2 separate regions of the Mus musculus genome follow, and region 2 is linked to region 1. Evidence: chromatin contacts called from public Hi-C data. All regions are on one chromosome and are shown on one strand. Each heading gives the region's core, a stretch centred on a gene start, on an enhancer-like site or on the middle of the called end of the contact. The rest is flanking DNA. Distances are from core to core; before and after follow the strand shown. Region 1 has its middle 50 kb from the start of Lonrf3. Region 2 holds the start of Lonrf3 (LON peptidase N-terminal domain and ring finger 3).

Region 1 (3,709 bases), core at 420-2,919:
TTGATTTATTTATTTACTTACTTACTTACTTACTGTGTACCACACACCCATGTATATATGTGAGCTTTCCACGGCACCTGTGTGGAGTTGATCTCCCCTTCAATTTGGTTTCAAGGCAGAGTCTTTTGTTTCTGCCCCACTGAGTACTGCAAGCTAGCTGGCCAGGGACCTACAAGCTGATGCTCCTGACTCTGCCTCCCATACTCCTGCAGGAAGGCTGTAATTATAGATGCTTGCTACCACATCCCATCTTTTTATGTGGGCACTGAAGATCCAAACACAGATCTTCAGGTTTGTGAGACTTCTGTAACAAGCGTTTTCATTTGCTAACCCATCTCCCTAGCCCAGGACAGAATAATTTAGGTGACATTTTCTCTTTGACTAAAGTAGAAAAATCTTTCTGCCTGCATGTTCTTGAATATAACCCATATTTGGGAGAATTTTGCATAGAGTTTTATGTAAAATTGTTGCTTAAGGCCATTCACTTAGCAAACTCTCACCTTTTATTTCTTTGTCAAATAAAGGAACTGAATTTAACTGTTGAATTTCAGATTTGTGTGTTATCATATAATTTTAATAAATGTCTGAAGATGGATCCTTGAGGTGAAGGGAGAAGCTTTAGAGTTCATCATAATTTTTTCCTCCACACCCAGTGTATTTTACATAAAATGACACAGATTTTCTTAATAACTTTAATGGTGTGCTATTAGAATATAGCTGCAACATTAAGCCAGGAGAATTATCAGTGCTAAGTATGCTCCAATTTAGAATGCATGAATAAATTCTCTAAAACACTTAAGAACATCCATTTTCCTCAGCTAAATGATCTGAAAGTTCAAAAGGTAAAAGGAACATTTCTTCTTATATGAAAAGTGGCTTGCATTTCAGCATAGTGTGTGTGTGTGTGTGTGTGTGTGGTGTGTATGGTGCTGGAGATTGAAACCAGAGCATCCCTGTACACAGACTTTCCTTTTTATTTTGAAACAGAGTATCACTAGCAGGCTGGCTCCGGGTTTACCGTGGGCCAGTGAGGCCTTGAACTCATGGACCCTCCTATCTCAACCTCCTGAGTAGCTGGGAACACAGCTTGGCCACCAACTTTGACTCAGAGTAGAGGTCTCTCCTCTCCTCTCTTTTCTCTTTCCCTATCCTCCTTCCTCCCTCTACTCCTTCTCTTTTCTGGGATTTTGGAGACAGAATTTCATGTAGAATAGCATTTGTTGCCATTGTGTTATTGATGATAGTCCTGTTGATGAGTGAGGTGGACTCTTAAAATATATTGTTTTAAAGACAAAGACTCATGTATCGTAGGTTGACCTAAAATTTACTTATAGCCAAGGATGACCTTGAACCTCTGATCCTTCTCTCTTTATATCCCAAGGGCTGAGCTGACAGGTATCATATTTGTATTCAGACTACAGTCTTGATAATCACTTGTAAGCTCCTTGCTGGCACATTTAAAATGTCCCTTGACAGTTTCATGGCAACTATGTATGGTGTGTCCCCTTTTCTTCGAGTGTCAGAGATTTACAGATCTGTTGAGGTACTAGTGGCTCTGGTACTTCACTATTCCACCTCTACTCCACTGGTAAGAACTTGCCTTACATAATGCAAGAGGAACTGACAAATAATGCTTAAGATGATAAAAGGGTGATTAGGAGATTCAGGGGTGGGGTGGAGGCTAGCTAAAGTACCTTTACCCCAGCTAGGTTTGCCAGTCACTAAGTTACTGTCTCAACCCTAAACCTATTCTCTGCTACCCTGCTTTGTTAGGCTAGCAAGAGCACAGGGCAAACAGAATCTCTGCCTTGTTGACTGACTCAGTTGTAGGTTTTCCCACTGGGGATTAGTAGAGAGGAGACTGAATAACTGGAGGACTTGTTCTTTCACTGGGGATTAGTAGAGAGGAGACTGAACAATTGGAGGACTTGTTCCTTCCTGTTTACTGACTGTGGGTTTCCTGTCTGCTCAGGCTTCCTGTGAGCATCACTTCAGCCTTGATACTTCACTCTGGAAATAGCAAATCTTCCCTATAGCCCCAGTCGATCCACTTTGCAGCTTTTCAGTCCACTTGAAAGAACAAGCCACATCCCACTTCACTCTCAAATACCAAGTGAGAAATCTGTGCCCCTCCACAGACCTCTCTATCCCAGGACCACAGGATTTCCCTCCAGTCTGAGGAAGATCAGTTAACATAATATACCTAGGTTATATAGCTTACTCGGGTTTTATCTGTTTCAGCACCCACACACCATTTTTGAATGGACTTATGATTAAATATATGGCATTTTCCAGAAGATACTTATTTCTGTAACCAACACTGCCACCACATCCAAGGGAAATGTCCCCATGTCCTTTCATTTTTATGTTCACTCTTCCCACCACCTCCTTCTTGACAGCCACTTAAATGCTCCCTATCTCTCTAGTTTGTTTGGAGAATGTTGTATAAATAGAAACATATGGTGTCTAATCATTCCACAATTTACTATTTATTGAACATGGTGTCCTTAAGATCTATTCAAGCTGTTGGATATGTCAATGGTCGGTTTCTTTTTGTTGTTAAGTAGTAGTCCACATTATCAGTTATAGAAGAATATATTTAATTATTTACAAGATGAAGAATATTTAGTTTGCTTCTAATTGGGGATATTAAACTGATTGTGAACATTTGAGCAGAATTTGTTTTGTTTTCAGATAGGAGCTCTCTGTGTAGCTCAGGCTAGCCTTGACCTTGTGATTGTTTCAACTTCAGATCCCTGCCTTCTGAAATAATAAGCATCCCATTTGTGGATAGGATTTGAGGTGAATATGAAATTAATTTTTTCTGGGATAAATACCTAGGGGTGTTATTATTTAGGCCACATGGTAACTGTATGTTTAGTGTTTTCAGAAATTACCAGAGTTAGTCCAAAAGTGGTTATATTATTTTTTCTCTCATTGTGCATGACTCCTATTTACTGTCCTTATTAGCATTTGATTCATTTTTTGTGTTAGCTATTTGGATAGGTGCATAGTAGCATCTCACTGTGTTTTTAATTTGGATTTCTCCCTTGACTGGTGATGTTGAACATCTCTTATGAATATATGTGTCATGTGTATCATTGCTGATGATGTGTTTGTTTAAGTCTTTTGCCTATTTAAAATTTGGGGTTGGTTACCTAGGTTAAAGGATTTTTTAAAGTACATTCTGGTGTTTCACAATTATGCTCTGTCTGTAGACTATTTTTCATCCTTTTTGCATAGTCTTTCAGAGAACAAAATTACATGAATGTTTCAATGACATTGACCTTTCCCCTTTTTGTATTGTGCATTTGATGTATTGTCTACCCTTCATTAAACTTCAGTTTATGACATTGTCTCTCAGATTCTCTTCTAAAAGTTCTATAACTATATTTTAATCAACAATCCAAGTTGAGTTATTTTTTCTTTTGCATAAGAGGATATTTAGGCTTCAGTTTATCAATCTTGTCTTGCACATAGATCTCTAATTTTGGCAGCACAATTGTTGACCAATAAGACCAACAACAATGTCATGCTTCTAGGGGTCTCATAAGGTCTTCAGGTCCGCTGAGTTTTCAGAAGTTGCAAGACTTCATACCAAGTTTTCTTAGTGCTAATATGTACTACAGCAGAGGTTGCAGAACAAACATATTTGGAAAGATCCATGTACTAGGCAGAATCCAGCAAGGTTAGGCTCAGACTTTCCCCC
Region 2 (3,709 bases), core at 735-3,234, 50 kb after region 1:
ATCTCCTGGTCAGTCTCCTGATGGGCTCCCTAGCTTCAGAATCATGATAGAGGATAGCCTTTGGAGCCCCGTGCTCCTCTGTAGCTGCTGCTGAATTCAGTCTTTAGCCCCAAGCATGCCCCACCTCCCCAAACCTGCCATGGAATATGGAATAGTTATTTGAGATTCAGTAGTTAACGCCTGAAATCTGGTTTTAGGATCAAGAATACTCAAGGTTAGGGCTGGAGGAAACTTTAGGACCCCAAGGATTTGTTCAGCAAAGCCAAAGCTAGACCAAGTTTTCCTGTGTTGTTTTCCTGCCTTCCTGATTGAATCCTGAGCCTTTCTTTTCTTGCTCTCTTTCTAGTCTATGAACTGCCTCCCTTCTCTACTCTGTCCCTCCGTGTCCTGTCTGACCGGGGGGGGGGGGGGCTGCCCTGAAGTGTGCTGCACATTGTCTATACTTATTCTCCAGGATCTTGGTGTTTGTTGGCTTAAGGCTGGATTAAGGACCTCAATGCTGGCAAAGAGTCTATCATTCCAGCTCTGAAACAAGACTTAATCCCAGCTAAAACCATCCCAGACATTTGTTTAGAAGTGAAAATAATAGGTTTAGATGATATTGCCCAAGACCCCCCAGCTAAATGACCACAGCAGGAGGCAACTTGGAGACACTCAGCTTGGAATCTTAATTTGAGCACTCTCCAGGACCTGTAGGCGCGGGAGGGAGGAGGAAGACAATTGAGAGCAAGCCTGACTGAACTCAGCCTTCCTTCTTGAAGCAGTCTATCCTGAAGTGGGGTACTCCAGAACCCTGCCGGTTCATTTTGTTCATGGCTCTTGTCTGAAATGCAAAGGCCAGCAGTAAACAAATCCTTGTGTAGTTTGTGAGCAGTCTGGCATTTTTTTAAGGGGTGCCTGGTTGGGAATTTCCCGCCCCACTCCTCAGCCCAAGCCAGGCACTACAACTTGTGTTCAACCTAGCGCAAGGGCACAAACCCTAAGGTTAGGCACGGCCTGCCAGAAGTCAGCTTCTGTGAACCTGGAGGCTGTTTAGCAGCTGGGCTGTGACTGAATTCTCTGATTTTTTTTTCTGGATTTGCTGTCTTGGGCTTGTATCTTCCCTCTGCTTCCCTCACGCTCCCCCCCCGCCCCCCCCCCCGAGTTTACAGCGAACTCAGCAAACTCAGCTCTCAAGGTGGTGCCCATCTGGTCTCTGGGTCCTGGAGCCAGTGAATCTCCAGGGGGGTGCCCGCTCCAGCACTGGTCCCTGAGTTGGGGGTGGGAGGGAAGAGGAGGAGAACCGGAGGGCGCCTCCCTGGGGTCCCAATGAGCAATCTAATATAGGATTATAAGATGTGCGTTCTTCCCTTGCTGCCCAGCACGGACTGCCTAACTTGTTTTATCCGCTGGACCATTTGCTCATGATTCGCTGTCTTGGTAAGAAACAAAGAACTCTCCTAAAACTGCACTAAGTCTCTTTTGGGGGAATCCCTCAGGAAACCCAGGAGCTTCAGCAGGGGCACTTAACGCTCTTCTAGGGAACAAATGAGGACTTCTTGGGTGTCCCTAGGTGCCTTTGCAGACATCAGCCATCGCCCCCTGGAGGGGAGCCTGGCATTCCAGCAACTTCTGTGACTGGAGCCGATAGGGACCGGCCTCTCTCGGGCGGGGGGACTCCAACAAGCGGCTGGCAGAGCGGACCTGTTTGCAGACTACTTTTGAGGTGGGATGGCAAAGAGTTTAGAGCTGGAAAAGCGTGGAAGAAGAGGTTGTGTACCTCTCCCCAGTCCAGAAAGGACCCAAAATCACAAGTGAGAAAGAAAGAGTAAATGCAAACAACCTCAAAAAACAAGCCAAGAAAAGCCAAGCCAAAAGAAGCAAGCGCAAAGCTGTTACAAAACTGTCTGGTTTTGTAACAATTTCCCCGCTGCCGGCCAATGAGCAGCGTGGTAGGAGTCACGTGGTTGCGTTTTATATAACGCTTCGCTGAGACAAGACAGTTATTAGGCAGCGCGGGGCAGCCGGCATGGAGCTCGGGAGGCGAGGCAGACTCGCGCGCGCGGCGATCCCGCCTTCTCGCTCGCGCAGCCCGCTCCCAGCCGCCGCTCTTTCCTGCTAGTTCCCTGTTCCTAGACGCCTCTCCTCACTCCAACCTCCGCAGTTCCTTCTCTCAATGGATTCCCTTCAGACCGCACAGATGGTGAGCTTGTCCGCCGAGCTCGGCAGCAACAACTTGGAGCTGGCGGAGCCGGAGGAGCCGGGGACATCAGCGGCCGCAGGGCAGTCAGCCGCCCACCCGGAGGAGGTGACACCCGAGGGCTCCCAAGCTCTCGGGGCTCAAGAGCCCGAGCAAAGCCTGCCTCTGGCGGTCCCGACACCGCTGGAGTGCAAAGTCCTGCTCACGCAGGCGGATGCCTTGGCATCTGAGGGGCACCTTCGGGAAGCCCTCGAGGTGTACCGACAGCTCTCCGAGAGGCAGCAGCTCGTAGCGGAGCAGCTGGAGCAGCTAGTGCGCTGCTTGGCCGACAGTGTCCCGCAAGAGGAGCTGGCCTCCGACTCGAGCGGCACTTCGAGCTGCTGCGCCGCGGCGCTGAAAGAGGCAGGGGAGGCCGCGGCCGTGGCCCCCGAGGTATGGGATGGCTTTAAGTGCAAGAAGTGTCACGGGTTTCTCTCAGACCCGGTGTCCCTGTGGTGCGGCCACACCTTTTGTAAACTGTGCCTGGAGCGCGGGCGAGCCGCCGATCGGCGCTGCGCTCTGTGCGGGGTCAAGCTCTCCGCTCTGATGGCGGCCAGTGGGAGGGCACGCGGGCCGCGGCGCGCGGGGCAGCCGGCGCCCCTGCAACTGCGAGTTAACGTGGTACTCAGCGGCCTCCTGGGCAAGTTGTTCCCGGGCCCCGCGCGGGCGTCGCAACTCCGGCACGAGGGCAACCGGCTGTTCCGCGAGCACCAGGTGGAGGCAGCTCTGCTCAAGTACAACGAGGCTGTTCGTCTAGGTGAGTCCCCCCCACCCCCCATGCGCCGCCACAGGGGCCGTGCGGGCTTGCTCGCCACGCGAGGGGGGCGGGGGAGCGATCCCTGCTGGGAGGCGGGGGCGGGGGGACGGACCGGACTGATTTGGTTTCGCGCGCGCGCGCGCGCGCGCGGGCTGGGGGGTGGGGTGGCGAGGGAAGAGCCCGTGGCCCACGAGGAGGAGGGAGGGGGCATTGCAAGGAGTTTGTCTTCCCTACTTTAGCTTTTTTTTAAAAGCTGTGTCTCAGTCTTCTGATTGGTCCTATAGCTTTTTTTTTCTTTTCTCGTGCTCTTTCCCTCTCTCCTGCTTGCTTTCCTGCTCCTATACCTCCTGGTTCCAGTTTCTTAGTTTATCCCGTTCGTCTCTTTTTTGCGCATTTTTTTTCTCAGTTTTGTCGCTGTTTCGGTCTTGCTCAGTGTCACTGTCTCTAGTTCACGGTCTTTCCTGGACACTTTGGAGCTCGCTCTTACACCTGCCGGTACCTCCCCTATCAGCAGAAGAACTTGGCACTATTTTCCAAACTCCCGCGCGGTCCTCCTGGCTTTTACCAACCGGAGGTGGCTTGCGGGCGCCTGAGTCCGTGGCTCCCGCCTCTGGGAGTTGTCCCTTCCGGGGCCGAGGCTCCCTGTGGGGTGGGTCCCGCCTGGAATTAGGTCAGGAGAGCACTGGTTGCATAAGGCCCTCGAGCCAGCCCGGGCCGGCGGCCCCTCCCCCGCG

What was found. A called contact is a pair of places that touch in the nucleus more often than the background predicts.
Region 2: a Hi-C map of bone marrow-derived macrophages shows a contact between it and region 1, with 2.7 times the contacts expected there. The contact joins the promoter of Lonrf3 here to the enhancer-like site in region 1. A contact is called at or near these places in 5 of 39 promoter capture datasets (the 3T3-L1 cell line, hippocampal neurons, liver and 1 more), 5 of 484 Hi-C or Micro-C datasets (bone marrow-derived macrophages, brain, embryonic fibroblasts and 2 more), 2 of 115 datasets of contacts at active chromatin or transcription factors (bone marrow-derived macrophages and memory CD8 T cells) and 3 of 9 other capture datasets (adipose tissue, liver and macrophages).

Annotation. Positions count from the first base shown.
Region 1 is chrX:36,277,017-36,280,725 of GRCm38.p6, forward strand. No RefSeq gene overlaps it. Among named protein-coding and RNA genes, the nearest start is that of Lonrf3, 50 kb to the right of the region's middle. Within about 2 kb of position 1,670, at least 13 of the 459 cell types and tissues checked have an H3K27ac peak or open chromatin away from gene starts, as enhancers often do. A contact at or near this core is called in bone marrow-derived macrophages and memory CD8 T cells, where this site is marked.
Region 2 is chrX:36,326,425-36,330,133 of GRCm38.p6, forward strand. Lonrf3 (LON peptidase N-terminal domain and ring finger 3) reads left to right here and starts at 1,985. Exons shown (of 11, transcript NM_028894.1): 1 at 1,985-2,975. The coding sequence starts at 2,156.